Linked DNA regions of Zea mays: region 1 is linked to region 2. Evidence: chromatin contacts called from public Hi-C data. All regions are on one chromosome and are shown on one strand. Each heading gives the region's core, a stretch centred on a gene start, on an enhancer-like site or on the middle of the called end of the contact. The rest is flanking DNA. Distances are from core to core; before and after follow the strand shown.

Evidence for each region. A called contact is a pair of places that touch in the nucleus more often than the background predicts.
Region 1: a contact with region 2 is called in a Hi-C map of leaf, with 4 times the contacts expected there. The contact joins the promoter of LOC103640860 here to the enhancer-like site in region 2. A contact is called at or near these places in 3 of 25 Hi-C or Micro-C datasets (ear and leaf).

The regions. Positions count from the first base shown.
Region 1 is chr10:12,083,385-12,086,332 of Zm-B73-REFERENCE-NAM-5.0, reverse strand. LOC103640860 (laccase-25-like) reads left to right here and starts at 1,582. Exons shown (of 4, transcript NM_001323270.1): 1 at 1,582-1,790; 2 at 1,934-2,088; 3 at 2,274-2,653; 4 at 2,745-2,948. The coding sequence starts at 1,674.
Region 2 is chr10:11,804,390-11,807,159 of Zm-B73-REFERENCE-NAM-5.0, reverse strand. No RefSeq gene overlaps it. Among protein-coding and RNA genes, the nearest start is that of LOC103642304, 12 kb to the left of the region's middle. Within about 2 kb of position 1,404, at least 7 of the 20 cell types and tissues checked have an H3K27ac peak or open chromatin away from gene starts, as enhancers often do. A contact at or near this core is called in ear and leaf, where this site is marked.

The DNA.
Region 1 (2,948 bases), core at 333-2,832, 280 kb before region 2:
TCTAACTTACAATTTTAAGTTAGTGTCCACTACCTTAAACCTTTTCGTAATTGAATGTGTAGTCTAACTTTCTCTCCTTATTCATAACATTTCCACTGCTTCCACTCGATACATCTAGTGATCTCAATGGAACAACGCAATGTACACATCTTTGACTCCATGAGGAAGCCAGACATATAGTTACAAGAAGTCATGGACCTTCTTAACGTGTAATTGTTACCATTCGAACTTAACTTCATAATCCTCTAAATGATTTGATCAAGCACCAAGGATCAATCATTTTAGTTATGGGGGCATGGACATGGCTAAAAATAGCCTAGACTAAAGAAACTATTTAAGCTTATGCCAAACTTTTCTGTATGTATGAAGCGTGTACAACTCTCAAGTTATTTGTCAATAATAATCCATAACTTTTTCCCAGTTTTAGTATTTCACACAGTAAAAGGAACGATCTTTGTAGATATTATGTTTGTGGATTTATTCATACCGTCGTAGGTAACAAGTTAGTAGCAAAGATATCAAGATATGCCAATAATATTTACGATAATAATATTGATTTCACGATAATAAAGCAGCTCATCTTTGCATTTAATATAATATTATTTTTTATTAATGTTTTTGGCAAATCAAAGTTGATGACGACGAAGGAAGATCTACTCCCTTCGGAAAAGATTGAAGCAATTCAATAACAACTAATAGGATTCATGTATACCGATATCGTATAAAAACGGAGAGTTCTATTAAGATGAATGAAATCTCCTAGCCCTCTCATAAAACCTAGAGGGTGAACATTGAGAATATAGAAATGAAGAAATATTATACATTTGTATATAGTATTATTGCTATTCATTTAAATATAGACATACTACTTTTATTATTCGTCCATATATATTAGCGTGAGCGCATCCGCGTGGCTGGCGCCAGACCCCTTTAGCACTGCAAATAAAAAGCCTCTCTTCAGTACCGAGCTGTACAAATGGAACCAAAGATCAAGGCTTTTATGTAGTGTATCTCTGATGTCCCATTCTTATTGCATTAACCATTGACATTATGTAGTGACAATATATTAGTGTCACCAATCTTACTTGTCAAACGTACCCAATTAAAATAGGAACAATTGGATCTATACCATTAAAAGATCCAAACTTTAGATATATACCATGGACCTCACATGTCATTGACTCATGTGGACCCACATGTAAGTGAGATAGTAATGGTATGGATCCAAAGTGGTGATCTTTTAATGGTATGGATCCAAATTTCCCATTAAAATACTAGTGCAGAATCGAGGAAAGATGGTCTCATCTCATCTCTACAGAGCAATGCAAAATTCGTCCCGTTTATTAGTAGTGTGTATCTCTGAATTCTGATGTCCCTTGTGTTACCAAAACTGTCACCTTTGAATGGAAGGAAGACGCACATGCTAATTAGAACACTCAAAGGCAGCAGGAACCTTACGTGTTCCAACTGACTAGAGTAACCAGGCAGCCTGAGAATCTATCCATCCATCCATCCATACGTCCCGGCTATATAGAGAGCCTCTTGCTCATGAACTCTCTCACCCAAAACCACTCGATCATCGAGCATACGATCGAGAGATCATCAACCAGATCTTTAGCTGTTCTGTGTGTCTTTGGCCATCGTCATTGCTAGCTAGCTCAGGGGGGCTGGGCATGGCTCCTCGACCTTGGTTGTCACCACTGGCTTTGCCTCTTGGTCCCAGCGTCGCCTTGTTGGTGCTTGCTTGTTGCTGCGTTGCTGAAGCTTCGATCGTGGAGCACACCTTCAATGTAATTCATTCATGAGTCTAACATACATACATGCATGCATATGCATACATGTGTCAGTTTTGCTCGCATTTGGTTCGTTTCATGGTCGTTGTATAGCACGTACGAGGTATATATGTAAGAGGAGGAGCTTGATCCTTTGCCAGGTCGGAAACCTTTCCGTGAGCCAGCTTTGCCAGCCGCCGCGGGTCATCACGGCGGTGAACGGGCAGCTCCCAGGCCCGGCCATCCATGCCCGCGAGGGAGACACTGTGGTCGTCCACCTCGTCAACCAGTCGCCCTACAACATCACAATCCACTGGTACGGACTTTCTCGCTGTCATATAGGAAGATAGAGATTCGTACAAACCACTGCAATGTTAGCTAGATACATACAGCCAAAAGCAGCAAGCTCCAGTGAATCATCTCATCACAGGGCCGCCGCCAAAAGAATCCTGTTCTGAATTCTGCTCCTTGCTGCGTTGTGTACTTGTGTGTGCTTTGCAGGCACGGCATATTCCAGCGCGGCACGCCGTGGGCGGACGGCCCGGCGATGGTGACGCAGTGTCCGGTCAAGCCGGGCGGCAACTACACGTACCGCTTCAACGCGACGGCGCAGGAGGGGACGCTGTGGTGGCACGCCCACATCTCCTTCCTCCGCGCCACCGTGTACGGCGCGCTGGTCCTCCGCCCCCGCGCCGGCGCCGACGCCTACCCGTTCCCCAAGCCGCACGCCGAGGAGACCGTCGTCCTCGGCGAGTGGTGGAACGACAACGTCTACGACCTCCAGCAGATGGCGTTCCTCACCGGGCTCCCGGCGCGCAGCGCCGACGCGTACACCATCAACGGCAAGCCTGGAGACCTGTACAACTGCTCCGACGGGAACCGTACGTATATATATATATATATATATATATATATCCATGCATCATCAAACCATTCAAATAAACCATTCGTGACGACGAGTACACCGTGCAGAGACGTACCGGTTCCAGGTGCGGAGCAACGAGACGTACCTGCTGCGGATCATCAACGCCGCGCTCAACACGCCCCTGTTCTTCAAGGTGGCGAACCACAGCTTCACCGTGGTGGGCGCCGACGCGGCCTACACGACGCCGTACGAGACGGACGTGGTGGTGGTGGCGCCGGGGCAGACCGTGGACGCGCTCATGGTGGCCGCGC
Region 2 (2,770 bases), core at 155-2,654:
ACACACTATTTATCTATGTTGTTTTATCTCTGAAACTTCTAATTTCGTACGTGGACGACAGGCGTGAATCAACTACAAAAACAAAGTGGAGGCATTATAGAAGAGCATAAAAAATACAGCACACCTACCTACATGGAGGCAATAATAGTGGGAAAATAGTAAGCAAAAAAAACATATGAATTCTATGTGATTTCCCTTCTAACAGATATGTTAACAGGAACATGGATAGTACATACTCCCTCTGTTCCAATATATTGTTCGGTTTAGCTTCTTATTTTTGTCTCTATATTTAAATGGATAGCAAAAAAAAATCTAGACATACACATATAATAATACATCAAATAATGTATCAATCCATTAACACTCTAAAATAAAAAAACTTTGTAGTTGACAATTTTTTGATTTGAAATCATCTTGTCATTGAAAAATTCGTGTGAAGTTTTCAAATTTAAAATTCAAATTTTGTAAACGATCTCGAATGTAGAAACTATTAAAATAAAACTTGTAGATCTCAAAAAGTTATGCAACTTTATAGTTGGTCACATTTTCAAATGAACTCATTTAGTGCCTTAAATAATCAAATTACTCTCGGTTTGTTATAGTATATGGGGAATGAAAACGTAATATAAACATAATTGGTGTAGTAGTGTAGTGGTATAGGAGGGTATGCGCGAGAGAGAGGTTGACGAGTTCAAATTTCATCATTTACAAAACATATAAATTTGATTCAAAATAATAGTGAAAAATGATAGGGCAATGAGTAAGGTAATAGGTAGGGTTGGAGAGTTATGTTCCTAGACTTTAAAAAAATGTTTTGTTGTTTTTTTTATTTTTTCGATTCTTAATTTGCCGAGTGTTTTTCTTTGCCGATAAAATATTTGTCGAGTATTCTTTGCCGAGTGTTACACTCGGCAAAAGATTTACAGAGTGTAAAATAACATTTACCGAGTGTCTTAGACACTCGGCAAAGAACGTGATTTCCGTAGTGAACAAGTAAAAACCAAAGGCTTGTCTACACTATGCGTTCATAGTTATTGCAAGTCTTTTGAGGGGTAAACCAATTTAAGTTTTCCAATGTGACATAATTAAAGAGACAAAAAAGCATATGTGATTTGGGCGACCAGTAAAAAGCAAAAGCCGATGTACATTATGCGCTCATAGTTCTTGTAAGTCTTTTAAGGAGAAAATGTATTTAGGGTTTCCAATGTGACATAAAAGAGAAAAAAACCATCTATACCTTCCGTTGTAGTTGGAGGAAAAAGGGACCAAAAAAGCATGTGTGATTTCTAGTGTAGATGGAGAGTGCATTGCTAAGATTCGAAACAATTGCAGCATACGGCGGTTACGTGTACGGCTTTGATGTGAAGTAGTGCATAGACGTGCGGCTAAGATTTTTTAGCCAACGTGTAGTGTGTGTATGTGGAGGAAGCCGTATCAGCTAAGGCTGATATCAAGTCAGCTTGCTCCGCTCGTCCAAGTTTGCTAGCTCGGCTGTTTAAGCTAACTAGTCATAAAGTCAGCTGACTCCGCTCGTTTATAAGTTCGAACTAGTTCATTTAGCTCTCGAACCAGAGCATGAAAAAAATAATATATATATATATATATAATAATCATTTTCAAGTTAATTTTAAATTTATTTAACAATAGAAAATAGTAATTATACTTATAGTTTCACGGACCATATCAATATAACACTGAATTAACTCAACTCATCAATTCACAATTCACACACATGCTTATCAGTTTAACACACAATTATATTTACATAGATTAATTTAACATATAGACATAGTTTATCAAGCATTAATTTAACTCATAGGCTATAAACATCACACATACATATAACGCATTCATCAATTATTACGTAAACGATATGTATATAGCTTCGTTTTGATGAAATGTGATAGACCAAGACAAACCGAGCTAGCTTGTTAACAAACCGAGCTGAGCAGCTCGTGACAAAACTTGAAATGAATCGAACGAGCCGCGAGTCACGAGCATTTCGTCGAGCGTTATCGACTTATCGGCTTAATAGAAAGAAATATATGAATATTTTTTAATACAGAACTGTTGGAAGTCAAATTAAGCAGCGCGGACAGTCCGGCGCTGAGGCCGGACGGTCCGCGGTCCGGACAGTCCGCGGTGGTGGCGCGGACGGTTCGCGCGCGCGCAGAGTCAGTTAGGGTTCCCAGTTTCTCGCAAGATTTGTTACCTAAAACCGCGGGATTAACTCGGGAAACAGTTGGAAACGGATCCAGACCTCCCCCTTTATATAGATGAAGGGCTACGGCCGATTGAAGCCCCATCAATCGAACAAATCAAGTCCATTTCTCGTTTTTACCTTACGCATTAGGAATAGTTTTAGTCTAGTTCTAGTTTAGCTTTTCAATCTCCAAATTCTCCGCCTCTCTTCGACTCTACGTCGATTGGAGGAGTCTAGGTCGGCCTGCCGAGCCTAGACAACACCTAAGATCTCTCCTCCCCGACGGGGTCCCTCCCGGGAGCGAGATTCAGGCGCCGCCGGCGACCTTCGCCACCCCCTGCGCACGCGCGGACCGTCCGGCCTGTAGGCGCGGACCGTCCGGCCGTCAGGCAGGGAACCTTTGCCCCTGCTCCAGGTCGCGGACCATCCGGTCCCTGGTCGCGGACCGTCCGCGCCTGTGCAGAGAGCACCGCCGGCGGTTCTTGTTGAGTGTTTGGCACCCGAAAAAGGTGTCAACATACTTTTGGCGACTCCGCTGGGGAAGGTGTTTAGATCTACTAAAAATCA